4 separate regions of the Sus scrofa genome follow, and regions 2, 3 and 4 are each linked to region 1. Evidence: chromatin contacts called from public HiChIP or PLAC-seq data. All regions are on one chromosome and are shown on one strand. The core of a region is the stretch at or near the end of the contact, and the rest is flanking DNA. Distances in the headings are between cores, read along the strand shown.

The links. HiChIP or PLAC-seq counts read pairs in DNA pulled down with a chosen protein or histone mark.
Region 2: a contact with region 1 is called in an H3K27ac HiChIP or PLAC-seq map of alveolar macrophages. The contact joins two enhancer-like sites. A contact is called at or near these places in 1 of 47 Hi-C or Micro-C datasets (embryonic fibroblasts) and 1 of 2 datasets of contacts at active chromatin or transcription factors (alveolar macrophages).
Region 3: a contact with region 1 is called in an H3K27ac HiChIP or PLAC-seq map of alveolar macrophages. The contact joins two enhancer-like sites. A contact is called at or near these places in 2 of 47 Hi-C or Micro-C datasets (embryonic fibroblasts and fetal heart ventricle) and 1 of 2 datasets of contacts at active chromatin or transcription factors (alveolar macrophages).
Region 4: a contact with region 1 is called in an H3K27ac HiChIP or PLAC-seq map of alveolar macrophages. The contact joins two enhancer-like sites. A contact is called at or near these places in 2 of 47 Hi-C or Micro-C datasets (embryonic fibroblasts and liver) and 1 of 2 datasets of contacts at active chromatin or transcription factors (alveolar macrophages).

What each region holds. Positions count from the first base shown.
Region 1 is chr11:14,894,427-14,898,123 of Sscrofa11.1, reverse strand. The region is part of intron 2 of LOC102159588 (a long non-coding RNA gene); the gene reads left to right. Among named protein-coding and RNA genes, the nearest start is that of COG6, 320 kb to the right of the region's middle. Within about 2 kb of position 1,728, at least 10 of the 83 cell types and tissues checked have an H3K27ac peak or open chromatin away from gene starts, as enhancers often do. A contact at or near this core is called in alveolar macrophages, where this site is marked.
Region 2 is chr11:14,678,741-14,682,437 of Sscrofa11.1, reverse strand. All of the region lies in intron 17 of COG6 (conserved oligomeric Golgi complex subunit 6), which reads right to left. Among named protein-coding and RNA genes, the nearest start is that of COG6, 100 kb to the right of the region's middle. Within about 2 kb of position 1,602, at least 12 of the 83 cell types and tissues checked have an H3K27ac peak or open chromatin away from gene starts, as enhancers often do. A contact at or near this core is called in alveolar macrophages, where this site is marked.
Region 3 is chr11:14,696,399-14,700,095 of Sscrofa11.1, reverse strand. The region is part of intron 17 of COG6 (conserved oligomeric Golgi complex subunit 6); the gene reads right to left. Among named protein-coding and RNA genes, the nearest start is that of COG6, 120 kb to the right of the region's middle. Within about 2 kb of position 1,550, at least 7 of the 83 cell types and tissues checked have an H3K27ac peak or open chromatin away from gene starts, as enhancers often do. A contact at or near this core is called in alveolar macrophages, where this site is marked.
Region 4 is chr11:14,744,003-14,747,699 of Sscrofa11.1, reverse strand. All of the region lies in intron 5 of LOC102159588 (a long non-coding RNA gene), which reads left to right. Among named protein-coding and RNA genes, the nearest start is that of COG6, 170 kb to the right of the region's middle. Within about 2 kb of position 2,114, at least 18 of the 83 cell types and tissues checked have an H3K27ac peak or open chromatin away from gene starts, as enhancers often do. A contact at or near this core is called in alveolar macrophages, where this site is marked.

The DNA.
Region 1 (3,697 bases), core at 479-2,978:
GGCAGTGGGCTGAAGTTAGAGTCGGGCCATTACTGTGAGGCTGCAGGCTGAGCCGAGAGATCAGAGCTAAGAGTTCCTTTTAAAACGGCCATCCTTGATAATAGCAGGACAGAGGTAGAAAATTACTGGCATGATAAATTGCTCTGTTGATAAAGGTTTTGTCCCTGTCTTTTAAAAAGCTGTGCCACACTGAGAAAATTTCTCCATATTTTTAATCGTGGATCATTTTATGTAAGAAAAACCTCCCAGTGAAAATGGTCTGATGAAAGGTGCTGGGTTTGGCCTTGGCAAAGCTCCACGTCATCCGAAAGGAGTTCATAAAAGCACACACGAACAATATTTGCTGTTGCCTAAAAGTTTAAGTGATAATTTGCATCAAAAGCAATGCAGGAGACTGAGGTGTGGGGACGGCCCCTAAGTAGAGGGCCTCCTCCTCACACACTCACAGGAAAGAGCAGGGAGGAAGGAAGTGTGGTGTGCTGCCACCAAGCGGTGAGTCAGGTAAGACCGGTGACTGCCAGGGCCCCTCACGTATCCAGAAGCCAGCCTCGTCCATCCGGAAGACAGACCCAAAAGCTAAGCTGCCCTCAGTGCTGTCCAGGAGAAGCAAAAGACGTTCCAAGGCTTGTGTGTTTTACTCAAAAACTGCAAAATCGGAACCTTGTTTGTGCTTATCTTAGTCATGATTCTAATAAGCTTGGTTTCAAACCTAATAAATTGTAGCAGTTGTTTTTGGGGTTTTTTTGTTTGTTTGTTTGTCTTTTAAGGGCCACAGGAATGGCATGTGGAGGTTCCCAGGTTAGGGGTCCAATCGGAGCTACAGCTGCTGGCCTGTACCACAGCCACAGCAACGCCAGATCCTTAACCCACCGAGTGAGGCCAGGGCTGGAACTGATGTCCTCCTGGATACTAGTCGGGTTTGTTACCACTGAGTTACAACAGGAGCTCCCAGATTTTTAAAAATTACCTCTGTTATTATCACTGTAAGTCTGCGAGGAAAATCCCAGTAGTATCTGGATATAAAATTATGTGTGAGCCTTGACAGCTGACACCATGTTTTATTCATTTCCCTGTGCCCAGCACCCAGCCCAGGGCCTCCCACATAGCACGTTCTCCGCACATATTTATTGAAAGAACTGAAACTGAGGAGAGGGGGTTGACCTAAACATCTGGATCTGGGTCTTTCCACATGTGCCTATGGGACCTGAAGCCCTCCCCAGCTGAGCAGCTCCTGCAGGGAGCATGGGTCGAGTGAGAAAAGGCCACCGACAGCACCTGTGGAACGTCATTGTGAAGAAGGGACATGCGGGGGGGAAGCAGGGAGGGAGACCCGAGGCGCCAAGCTGGCACTGAGTTTCCCGGTGGGCTCTGGGGCTCTGATTCCCGAGTGCTCCTTTGCGTCGTGAGACTTCTCAGGCCATGTGACATACCTACTGGACTTGGCGCTACATCGAACCTATCATCCATTGACTTTAACAGCCCATAATTAAGACCACGTTAGCCATGTCTGTCGGATTGGGGACAAGCCTTTTTAAGGACTCAAGTACAAAGTCTATGCAGCCACGCGGGGAAGGTATTTAGGCTAGGGTGCCTTTGGAATGCTCTTCTGGTCTTCCTGTGCATGGAGGTTTTGGGCATAGACTTTAAGCTGGTTCCAGATGGTGCAGCAAGATGGTCATGGTGACTCACCCAGTCTCTGGGGAGGACGCTCACTGGGGAGGCAGTGGGTGGCTGCAGAGGATTAGTGGGTTGTGAACCAAGTTGGCACCTATCGAAGGCTCTAGGCTCTCTTACTGGGCTGAATCACATGCCCCAGTGGAAACTTTCCCCATCCTGGGAGTCATTAATGTGTCATAGCCCATCATTTAAAAATGATGGGGTGTTTGGGACTTCCTTTCTCGCTCAGCCCACAGATCCTTATCCTCACACACACACTGAACCGTCGAAATGAAAGACTCCTCCAACTCACTTATTTGGTTCACTAAGGGCCGGCCAGTAGGGGCGATCACCACAATGAAGTGACAGAGGCCATGCCTCTGAGGATGGGATTCAACCTTGCCAGTGTTTTACAAGCAAGGCTGGATTTCCAGGCGCCCTTCATGTGTGAGCATGTTTCCATGTTTGCAAGGGATTCTGAAAGGGAAGTTGAAAGAGCTGGAGTCAAGCATTTGCACGGGTTACTCAGTCTCACGTCTGAGTGATGAACAGTATTGCCAGGACCAAATGGACGGTGAGGACAAGAAGGATGACAGAAAAAAAGGGCTCTTAAAGGCATACCCTGCCCCGGACTTCCTCTCCTCTCCCCTTCCTGATGACCCTGCAGGTAAATTTGGATGGCGATGTCTATGTTTAATTTTATCTGCAGAAAGAAGGGAAAATAGAGCTAGTTAGAGGCAGCCATGGGTTTCTTATTTGCTTTTAGATAAGCGGCATACCCATGTAGTGTACTCTTGGTAAAGACTGCTGGGGCTGCCTGTTTGCCCAAGACATGTCACTTCTAAACCATGGACGGGTTGAAATGCTACCAGAGCAAAACTCTTCATTCCTGCTCACAGATCTCCCTCCACCACCACCACCACCACCACACACACACACACACACACACACACACACACGAGCGCACAGTATTTTTTGAGCCCATTTTTGGAGATGTCACCCATTGCCTTGCTGCCATCCGTCCCTGTTTCAACATCTGCACGTCCATATGTTGTAACATCAGGCAGACGGGCTCCTGTGGGCTCAGCTATATTCCTCACAGGCCCAGGGACTCTCCTAGTTCCTTCCCAGACCCACCAAACCTCCACAAGTTTCCACGTGGAAACAAGAACACGACTGTCAGGCCCGCTGGACAAGGACGTCTGTCACCGCTGCCCTGCCCATTCCTGCCCGGGACCTCAATTGGAGCAGGCACTTAGCAGGGTCAGGATCCAGTGCTGCCCAATTTAATTCAGTTACTCTTCACCACAAGAGCAAAGACGGTTGTTGCAGTGACAGGACCTGGGTGAGGAATACAGGCTTCCGGCCAGCGACCTGCCAACACGTTGCCAAGCTGGGAGGAGCAGGGAGAGCTCCCCAGGAGGACGGAGGACGCTGTGGGGGGGGGGCATGGCAGGGCGGGGCCCCTCTGGATGGATAGTCCCGCCCCAACTGCCCTTTCCCCAGACCCCCACGGACACGGCAGGGCAGCGCTGTGGCCGAGGAGAAGCCCGGCTTAGTGGTGACACAGTAACTGTGAATTATTCGTCATGTCCTGGGGAAGACGGGGTGAAGCAGAAAAAAGGACAACAGCCAGGAGAGAAAAAGGGACTCTCTTCCAAAGTTCCTGTGTTAAGGGAGATTTCTTGTTTATGGTTCCATGTCTCCATGACAAATTTGATAACTAAGAAGACAATGTGGACCTTTCGTCTTTAAAAAGAAACAAACAAAGCAAAAAAACAAAAAAACACAACTTTATCTGTCCTGTTTACCATTTAGCTCTATGTGTTTAATGGAAATTCACACCACCATTTATGCCACATGAGCTGCTAGCCAGCCACTGTTCAGTGTTGTTGCGGGGCCGGGGGCGGGGGGGGACGACTCTTTTTAACTCCCCCACAGGGCCCTCATTGCCCCCATTTTATAGCTGGGAAAAATGAAGCTTAGAGAGGCTGAGTAACCTGCCCAGGGTCACCTAGCTGGCATGCGACAGAGGAGAGTC
Region 2 (3,697 bases), core at 353-2,852, 220 kb after region 1:
GGCGCTGGGGGACCTGTGAGGATGGAGAGGGCAACTAGGCACTCTGCTTACAGCTGCTTATTGTAGAGTGGTGACAGCTGTCACACAGGGAAAGCTTTAAGCATGGCACTTTGAGAAATTCCCACTCCATAATATCTTTTTTCAACACCTCTGTCCTGAGTGCCTGAAATTCCACAAAGAAGCACTGCTGTATACCAACTCCACTCATTAAATAAAATTATAAATATATGTATATAGATGGATAGATAATACTAAATAAAAGAGTGAATTATTTTAAAAGGGCAGAAGTATAGAAGTCAGTGTCAGATATCTGTTCTAAACCTAAGTCTCTTAATAATTCTGCGCCACCAGGCAAGTTTACTTAATCTACAGCTTGTTTCCTCACCTGTAAATTGAGGCTACTGATTCTCATTTCATGGGGTTTTTGTGAGAATTAAACACACACACATACTCCATCTGATACTGAATCCAGTTAAATGCTAAAGCATCCAGTTAAATGTTTCACTAACATCAGTTTCCTCCTACTCTTTCCTACCTAATTAACCCCATCTTCTTGGCAGGCAATGCAAAAGCACTTTGCTATAACCAAACCTGACCCCCCGGAGCTGGCCCTTTGTGTAGTGACCACCATGTCCTTTTGTTCATTCCACTCCCCTGACCTTTGACCCAGTCTACTCACTACAGTTCACAGCGTGGTGAGCCAATCTCACAGTGAAAAGAGACATTTCCTACCTTTGGGAAAAAAAAAAAAAGAATGGGCAGAGAACCAGCAGACTTGTGGTGCCTTCCATTTCCCATCAGTAAATTTCCCAAAATACTTTCCAGTAAGCAGTCTCTAGGGGCTCATAATGTGATTAATAATATTAAGTGTCTTAGTCACTTTTAGCTTTTCAGATGAAATAGTGTCTTTAGAAGGTCCCGTCGGTGAATTATGAATGCGAGGCTGTGAGATCTGTCTTCCTTTTCACAGGTAGGCTAGACGCTCAAAGGGGTGACAGGCATCAGCTGGTTATTCAACGAGAAAACGTTCTGCTTGAATCCAGCAAAGAACGAGCCATGCTGCTGTGGGTAAAATCGAGCAACATCTCCAGAATCTGCAGACCTCAATCAGAAGGGCCAAAGCAAGCGGCCACCACAGAGTGGCTCTTCCTGGGGATGCTTTAAAGCACGAGTCTCAGCTTCATGTTTGAAATTCCGCTGCTGTAAAGCTGAATTTCACGAGTGCAAGCTGGAAAGCTGAATTTCACGAGTGCAAGCTGGAGTATGATTTTCTCTCTGCAAAACCTGTTTCAACACCACTCACCCCATGTGGGGTGGTCACTTACTAGCGAAGTGACTCCTAAATTGTCTGGTCCTAACAACTGCGCCTCTGGCCTCTACTCCACCCACTGCGGCCAGGGCCACACGCCCCTTTTCAGGCTTCCACTATCCTTCACTCCGAGTCGAATGAATCAGAACAGGCAGAGCCAGGGTTCCGGCTGCCCCCTTTATCTGCCTCCACATTTCTTCCTCTGCCTATTCCTGCCACTGCAGAGGTCTGCACCCGCTTCCTGGAATCTTGGAGGGGACAACTTCTCCCTTTAGCACAGCTTCTGAGCCCAGTTGTTTGGGGGAACTGACTTCCTCCTCTCTTCTCACTTCCTTTGCTCAGCTGCTTGCCCTCCCCCCACCGTGAGGGGTCTCTCCTCCAGGCTCTGGGCTTTCGATGCTCCTCTGCTTCCTGCTGTCACAGGGTTTCCTGGAGCCTGGGGTGTACGCAGAAAGGAGGCCCTGCTGGGCTCCCTCCTGACCGCACCTCATAGGGATCACCCCCTCTGTACAGTGCATCGTATTTACATCCCAGGGTATGGAGGTGGCCCCGGGTTTGATGTACCATTTCCCTCATTCCCCAAAGCTGAGCAAAGCGGTAAATCCTTCATCCTCTGAGTACTCTAGCCTCTACCCATTTCCTGCTTTGACTTGAGGTGGTCTTTCTACTTCAATCCCTAAGTGGATAGATTAGTTCAAATTAAGGATGAGCTAATAGCTAGAAAAATGTTGCATGAGGCAGATTCTGCCAGTTGAAATCTCTTCTCAGTACCCTAAATATTTATTACAAAAATCATTTGAAAAGGATTGGTAGCTCTACTTGAATTAGGGTAAGTTCTTTAATCCTTTTTGATTCTGACAGAGATATTTAAGTAGACACTCATCAATTTAAAATGTGTATGATATATATGAAAAAAAAAACTCCTTAGTAGTCACTAGAAAATGATCATAGAGATAAGTCCACTTTAAATCTGGAAAAGTAACACTGACTAGTGAAGACCCATAATAAAATACTATATTCTCACATGCTCCTAACACCAGGAAATCCAGTCCCATTACTTCCTGACACCCTGCCTCCTGTCCGTCTCCCTACCAGATACCATGATACAGCCCCAAAGTCCCAGATGTTACTTCTAGAATCTGAAAGCAGTTCCTAGCTTTCCAGACTTCCCACAGGAGCAGGGACTCAGATGCATCCCTCAAGGTCACCTTCAGTGCTACTGGAACACAACCACGATTCCACCAAGCAGTCCAAAGACATCCTCGGTTGGCCGTGCAGCGGCCATGAAGCTGAAGCATATTGCAGTTGGCCAGGACCAAAGCTGAGGGCCTGAAACTGGGCCTTCACTCCAGTTCCTACCCAACCCATGGCAGTTCCTCTATCTTGGCTCCAAAGCAACACTCCTCCTTCAACAGCCAGCTCAGGGTAGGAACCAGCTCCAAAGTTTCTCTCTTTTTACCCTCCTGGGGAGTTTATTTGGGAGGACAGTGCTGCATCTGAGCCAGTCTTTGCAGGTGAGGTCAGGTGCGCTGTACTCTGACCTAAGCAGACTGGTGCTTACAGGTATCTGCTAAGAGTTCCATGAATATAAGTAAGCTCCCAGTCCACCATGAAGGTAATGTCAACTTGTCCAGGCACAGCCTTCTCATTACCCCTTCTTTTTTTTTTTCTGTCTTTTTGCTATTTCTTGGGCCGCTCCCGCGGCATATGGAGTTTCCCAGGCTAGGGGTCTAATCGGAGCTGTAGCTGCCAGCCTACGCCAGAGCCACAGCAACGCAGGATCCGAGCCATGTCTGCAACCTACACCACAGCTCACGGCAACGCCGGATCGTTAACCCACTGAGCAAGGGCAGGGACCGAACCCGCAACCTCATGGTTCCTAGTCGGATTCGTTAACCACTGCGCCACGACGGGAACTCCTCATTACCCCTTCTTGACGCTAGACATTCCAGCTGGAATGGACCAGATTGTGCCAGCCCTAAATTGAGCCACACGGCAACCACCTTGCATCTCTGTCTACTACACTTTCAGTCCCCAGGTTCCATGCTGTTTGGGTACACTGCCAGCTCAGTTTCCCTTTTCTCTAGGCTTGGATGAAAAATTATCTCACCTGGCTTGGGGTTACTTTTATTTCTGAAGATCTTCAACAACACAGGAATGAAAAATTCCTCTCCCTACCAGATACCATCAGAAGGTAAACTTGCATATGAAAACTGTATTACTATTGTGTATGGCTATTCCTAGCTTGAAGGGGATCCAGGTCAACAGATAAACTGTGACCGATGTCCTGGGATTAAACTGAAACAGATCTGGGTCATTTGCTAGGGTAGAATTAAAATCTAAACGAGGGACCGCATTTCATGATACAGAATGTCTGCTCATTTAGGG
Region 3 (3,697 bases), core at 301-2,800, 200 kb after region 1:
ATTTTACAATGGATGATACATCATATTTAATGCCAGTATCTTCTTCTTAATGGCGTTTCTTACAAGAAACACAGTTTGGGTTGAACGTATTTTGCAGGTTTATGGTATTGTTGAAAATTCACCTGTTTTCTTGTCAAAACAAGATAAGCCATGGACTTAATCTCCGTGGCCCATTCTGAACAACTACAGGCATTCCCTGAACCAAGAAGAGGAACTAGCTAAGCAGAAGGGGAAAAAATGTCTCTCAAACAATTGCGCTTGGAAGAGGCCCTCGGCTGCTTTCATTATCTGCTGTCATTGTCCTGAAATCCTCAGTAAGTTCTGAGCAAGGGGCCCTGCGTGTTCACGTTACACTGGCCTAGAAAAATGATGCTGCCTGTCCTGACGGGAGACATATTTGGTTACAAAAATTAAAGGTTCCAACAATTAAAGAATGTGATTCTTCTCACATTCACCTTCTGGCCCCTGGCAGGAGAGACTTTCAGTTTCTCACAAGAGTTCTGAGCTCTGAAAGAAGTCCTTGAGTCAGCCTCTTCAAGGGCTGGGGATCTGTTCTCAGAGTCTGTACTGTCTCAAGTTCACATGGCAGAGCAGGTACATACTGACCTCAGAGTTTGCAGGTTAGAAAAGGAGAAAATATTTCAAAACTTTTATTTTTTAAAATAAAAACCCTTATTAAAGAAATACACTTAAATTGTTACAAGTTGAGGGAGAGACCGCCCTTAAACTTTAAGACACCTTTTCATATCCCCACATCTCATAAAGTTTCTTTTTAAAAAAGAAAAGTATTAAAAATGGAGTCAGTATAAGAATCTATCTGGGTTATGTTTTTTATCTCTAGTCAACATCTACTCCTTTTGCTTTGTTGGGGATCAATATGGTCAAATCACTTGGACAAATTTCTCTGCTAAAGCCAAAGTGCACAGGGAATTGAAGCCACTCCACTGAAATCTATACTCCAGAGGCAAATTTGATCCAGGAGCGGGTTGTCAATACGACTCTATAAAACATAGACTCTAAACTGGAAAATTTCTGACTCACCTGAGGGTGTATGTTGATGAGATAAAATGAACATTCACTTAAAATAACATGAAGGGAAGTTGCCACTGCTGCTTAGCATGTTAAGAACCCAACTGGCATCCAAGAGGATGTAGGTTCGATTCCTAGCCTCACTCAGGATTAAGGATCTGGCATTGCTGCGAGCCTGCAGATGCAGCTCAGATCTGGCGTTGCTGTGGCTGTGGTGTAGGCCTCAGCTATACCTGCGATTTGACCGCTAGCTTGGGAACTTCCCTACGCCACGGGTGAGGCCCTAAAAGAAAAAAAAAAAAAAAAAAAAAAAAAAGGTTGGGTTTATAAAACCTTCATCAGCATATTTGAATCTTGTTACTTTCCAAGCATATTTCAAAGTCTTGTATTTCTAGTGCCTTCACGGTGTGACCAGGCTGCCTGAAAGCTTTTGGAAGCAAGACGACACACAAAGCCTCTGGTAAGAGTCTCTGTTGCCATGTGAGCAATGAAGATGCAGACCAACCCATGAGACAAAGATAACACTACTAAAAAGGAAAGTAAAAGTGAAATTTAAAAAGACAGTGCAGAGGACATCAAGAATACCCAAATCCACTCACTTCTGTGACTCACGGCCCCAGGGAGGTACACGTAGGGAGGATAAAAGCCAAAGGACACTCTCATTACGAGTAACTTTGGTGCCCAAACAACAGGGTAAAACAGAAATGAATTAGGCTGGATTTGGGAGATTTCTAAAAACAGATTCAACAATGTCTTTTTTTTTCTTATTAGGGCCACACCTGCGAAATACGTAAGTTCCTGGGCTAGGGGCTGAATCAAAGCTGCAGCTGCCAACCTATGCCACAGCCTCAGCAACAGATCTGAGCCGCATCTGCAAACCTGTGGCAATACCAGATCCTTAACCCACTTAGTGAGGCCAGGGATCGAACCCACATCCTCATGCACACTAGTTAGGTTCTTAACCTGCTGAGCCACAAGGGGAACTCCAACAAATATCTATGTTATCTCAACAATCTAAGCACAATCTGACATTAAGAGTTGAAATTCAGTGTTTTCAATGAAATATATAAAAAATGCAAGAGGTAAAGGGTAAAAGTGTAGGATAAGGAGGAATTTAAAATCAAGGCTCTTGGGGTCTGGTTCTTCATTAATTTCCCACTGGTTCTTTGGGTGGTTCCTCTCTTATCCTCACTGCGAGTTATTTCATGATACTTGAGACTTCCTTCCCCCCAGAGCCACATTTCTTTCTCTCTCTCGCTCCCTCTCTCTCTCTTTTTTTGTTTTTTGTTTTTTGTTTTTTGTCTTTTTAGGGCTGCACCTGTGGCATATGGAGGTTCCCAGGCTAGGGGTCCAATGAAAGCTGTGGCTGTTGGCCTATACCACAGCCACAGCAATGCAGGATCCAAGCCACGTCTGGGACCTACACTCAGCTCACAGCAACGCTGGATCCTTAACCCACTGAGCAAGGCCAGGGATCGAACCCGCAACCTCATGGTTCCTAGTCATACTCATTTCCACTGTGCCACAACAGCAACTCTGAGAACATTTCTTGTAGGTGGTATCTCTTTTTTAAAATTATTTTTATTGAAATATAGTTTATTGAAATATAGTTTATTTACTATAAATATAGTTTATTTATAGTTTATTTATTTGTTAATTTCTGTTACAGAGCAAAGTGATTCAGCTACACATAAGCACATATCTGTTCCCACATAGGTTATCACAGAACACTGAGCAGACCTCCCTGTGCTGTGCAGTAGGGCCCCACTGACCATCCATTCCATCTACAACAGCATTTGCCACTGGGCATCCCTTTCTATCACCACATCTACCTCTATCTGCTCCATGAGTCCAAAGTTTAGTGTGCACAGCTAAGTCCTTCAGTGCTTTCTTCTCCAGGACAGATTACAAAGAGGTCATAGTCACCTTCTTCCAAAATGTCTAACATACGTGTCATCGCCTCCTTTTATTTCTGAGTTAGAATTTAGTCCAGCATAATCACTCATGTGGCTTTCTCTATTTTCTATCTAGCAGTCTCCCCAAAACACAATACCAATCTTCAACCTTACAGAGACAACAGCCACCTCTATTCCTTTCACTTTCTATGAAGGTTCTGAAAGAACTGGGGGACAGGGAAGAAAGACAAGAGGAAAGTCAAAGAAACCAGAGCCGTGCAATCATCTGCAAACAGGTCCCTCAAAAAAATGAGTCATCTTTATAAAGTGGTCACTACTGTTATATAAAAAATTCAACATTAAAAAAAAGTGTAATACATACTAGGGGCCATATCATTTCTAAGGCTTTACCCCTTTGCTTCTTAAGGTAAGAGGGAAAAAATATTTGGGAGCCAAGAGTTTAGAAAAATTGGTCTTAATTTATAAGTGCATCAAACAACATTCTCGTTCAGTGTTTCTCTGCCAGGAGCAATTTTGCTCTGCCCTCTCATCCCAGTGGATACTTCAAAATGTCTGGAGATGTCTCTCTTTTTTTTTTTTTTTGATTGTCACAACTAAGGGGGGCACTACTGACATCTAGTGGGAAAAGGCCAGGGACACTCCTAAAAACTGTCTAGTGCACCTGATATCACCCCCAAGACAAAGAAGGATCTGGTCCCAAATGTCAACAGTGCCAAGAAACTGCACTCAATTTTCTCTACAGACAAACAACT
Region 4 (3,697 bases), core at 865-3,364, 150 kb after region 1:
TTTCTTCTTTGATCCATTTGTTATTTAAGAATATGTAGTTTAATTTGCACATGTGGATTTTCCAGTTTTCCCTCTGTTATTAATTTCTAGCTTCATTCCAGTATGACCAGAAAAGAAACTTTATATGATTTCATTTGTTTCAAATTTAATTAGACTTGTTTTGTGGTCTAACAGATGGTCCATCCTGAAGAATATTCCATATCCAGTTGATAAAGATGTGTATTCTCCTGTTATTGAGTGTTATAATATGTCTGAGAGCCCCACTTGGTCTACAGTGTTGTTTGAGTCCATTGTTTCCTTACTCCTCTTTAGTCTGGTTGCTGTATTATTGACAGTGGGAGAATTAAAGCCTCCTGCTAGTATCTTAGGGCTGTCTATTTCTCCCTTCAATTCTTTCAGTATTTGCTTGATATGTTTTGAATCTCTGATGTTTTTGGCATCTATGTAATTGTCGTAACTTCTTGATGAATTGATATTTTTATCAATAATATCCCTCCCTGTCTCTTGCAATAATTTTTGAGTTAAAATCTATCTCATCTAACATTAGAATAGCCATCCAACCTTCTTTTAGTTACTATTTGTGTAACATATCTTTTTCATCCTTTCCCTTTCAACCTAACTTCTTTCCTTTCCAACCTAATTTTGACTTTTAAATTGGGCATGTGATTATTACAATGTGGTAAGTCTGGGAATCAGATTTCCTCCCTTCCCCAGAATTCGCTTTTTGGTTGTTGGTTTGATTGTTGAAGGCTGTGAGAGTCCATTTGTTTTGAGAAGTTACCAAATGATTTTTGCAAAGTCTGTTCCTTGCCATGTGTGTTCACTAAAGATTCTTTGACTTTACCTTGTGTTCAACTAATGTCCTGACAGAAATTTCCTTGAATGCTTGGAGCTGAAATGGACAAACCAAAAAACACAGAAAGAAAGAGACAGTGATGGAGGGGGGAAAGAGAGAGAGGGAGAGGGAGAGAGAGAGAGGGAGGGAGAGAGAGAGAGGGAGGGAGAGAGGGAGAGGGGGAGAGAGGGAGAGAGGGAGAGAGAGACCAACTTTGTGCTGGGGTACTTCTTCCACTTAGTGAGGTCTAGGGATCGGCCTTACATGAAAGTGTAAGGTCTTGGGTTTTTTCTTCTGAGAATATGTCCTACCCAGTTATGCATGTGGCTTTCTAGATTCCCCTGTATAAACGGCTGCTTTTGGATGTCCTCATTCCCAAAGAGTCTCATCCAAACTTTCTCTTCTGAACCTTCGATGTCTATTGTGTATCTCCAGTGAGCATCTGTTGGCCCAGGTTTCTGTGGGTGTGCAGGGTGTGTCCCCTTGTAGACTGTATGAGCAGAGCCTACAGTTTCCCTGCACGTGTTCTGAGTTATAAGAGAAAAACAGTGGGTCGGATCCTCAGGTATCCACGCCAATGTGTACAGATGTACACAACAATTTGCAAACAAGGTCTGCGCTCTCCCTTTGGTTTAGGGAGTGAAACTGGGAACTGAGTTGCCACACTCAAGACTAAGACTCTTTTCATTCAGGCAAGTGTGGGTTTGGGTTTTTGTTTCTTTGTTGATGATTTTATGAAGGAACCTGGAGCTGGAGCCTCCTAGCCCACCACTTTGCCGATGTCCCACCATTATTTGAGGTGAACTGATCACATAACTGAAAACTGCACTGAGCTGGTTCTCTTTCCTTTGCCGTCCAGACCCACCCTCCATCCTTTTCTGTCCTGGCCTGTGGCTGGCAGGCTGACCTGAACAGGCCACATCAGTGGGTTCTCAGCCCCGCAGGGAGGAGAGGGAGGCTGTGCATTTAGTTCTTCCCCTGCGGTGAACACAGATTGGCCACATCCTTCCAGCAGATGTCACGGCTCTTCTCTGGTGACCCCTCCCTGTGGCCGCGCACGGAGATCTGGAAATGGAACGTTTTCTTTCAGAGCAGGCGATAACAAAGGGCTCACCAGTCAGTCACCATCACCTGCTGTTTTAGCCCCGAGGTCCTTCACCTTCCTTTGTACATGTCCCTCAGTCTTTCCACAACTTTGTAAATCACTCTTGTGTTAACAGCCCTCACTCACTCAGTTTGAGTGCCATCTGTTTCCTGCTGGAACTCTAACACACTGCACTTTGGCTGCTATTTCTCTTTCGGAGAAATGCTTCTCGTTTTGGTAAAATGTGCTCAGATACCAAGAGATTCCAGACGCTACTCTGGGTCAAAAGACAGGAATTCACTTTCCTGAATTTTGCAATATTTATCAGGATGACACTCAGCTTGGGGTTCAGAGAATGTCTCTTATGAAACCTGTAGCCTTGGCCCTGTAATCTGAAATGTGAACAAATGCATGGCTCGTTTCCTACGAGTGGGTGAAGACTGTCCTCCTTTCATGGACGGGCAGGGCAGCGCAGCACTCCCCCGTGCCAGTGACCTCTCCCACAGGGACCTGCCTGCCCCAGGTGAGAAGATGGGTGCCCGGGGAGATGGCTAGCGTCTCCTGGGTCTGGAGAATAGCTACTAAGGGGTGAGATCAGATATGCTCATTGTTCCTTCTCTAATTCGCCTCCCTTGCTGTGGACAGTCTTCTGAAGCAGAGACCTGATGAGACCCATTTCATGTGCCAGCCACGGCCTTTGACCACAAGACAGAGTGACAAATAGCCCATGGCTGGTCACCCTCCCAGCGCCCCTGGATAATATACTATGGAAGCTGCTTTCAGTCATAGAACCATTTCCATCCCAGCTCTCCAGGTAGCCAACTCTTATCCTATTGTCATTCAAGGTAAACATATTTTCCAACCTCGTCCTGTAAGATAAAATATGCTCCATTTTGAAAACCACAGCATGGCACAATCTGGTCCCAATCTTCCATTCTAGTAGCTGGGCACTTTTCCTCTTTTGTGCCCTGCATTCAGCCTTTTGCACGGGTGTCTGAAATATTTGTTAGACTAATATTGATACAATCTTATGAAATAAAGTTCTCTTTAAACACACACATCCAACATTTAAATCCGAGCCAAATGTATTGAGAATATTGTAGTAACACCAGGTAGATTTGTACATTAGCTTGAAGCATTTGCCCATACATTTATTGGTATGCATTGCAAGAGTAGACGAGGCTTATCAGGCAGAAAGTTGGGAAGTATATTCTGTATAGAGCAAAACTGCATGTTCAAGCCCAGTGGGCTTTGAATTGTCTCTTTCATGCAGATGACACTGATGACACTGGCCTTCTCACAGCAGAGTGGCCAACACATTCAGACGTGAGGTCAAATTTTTTCTTAGTTCAGCTCTCCAGACTGTGGCTGATTGTTTCTGAGACAAGTCCCAGAACCAAAAACAAAGTCCTGCTCTTCTCCCAAGCTGTCTCAGTTTTACCTCTCCTTGGCAAAGCCAATTACATCATTGATCTGCTGACCTTTTTTTTAGGTGTAAGTCTATTAATGCCATTTTACTGATTTTACATTAGAATTTCAACTTCAGTTTCTTAAACAGAGAGTGAAACAAAAACAGTATCTTTCATGAGTGTTTGAAAATTTGAAAATTCTAAATATTCAAAGAAGAGAAATCTGTTCCGAATACAGAACCGTAGACAATGACTTATCAGTGCAAAGGAGAGGGCAGCAAGTTGCTCGGCCAGCCAATCTCCTTCCACCAGTTCCCACTGGGAGATGGCTCTGTGCCAGGACTGGGCTGAAAGCTGGGTGAGGCCGGA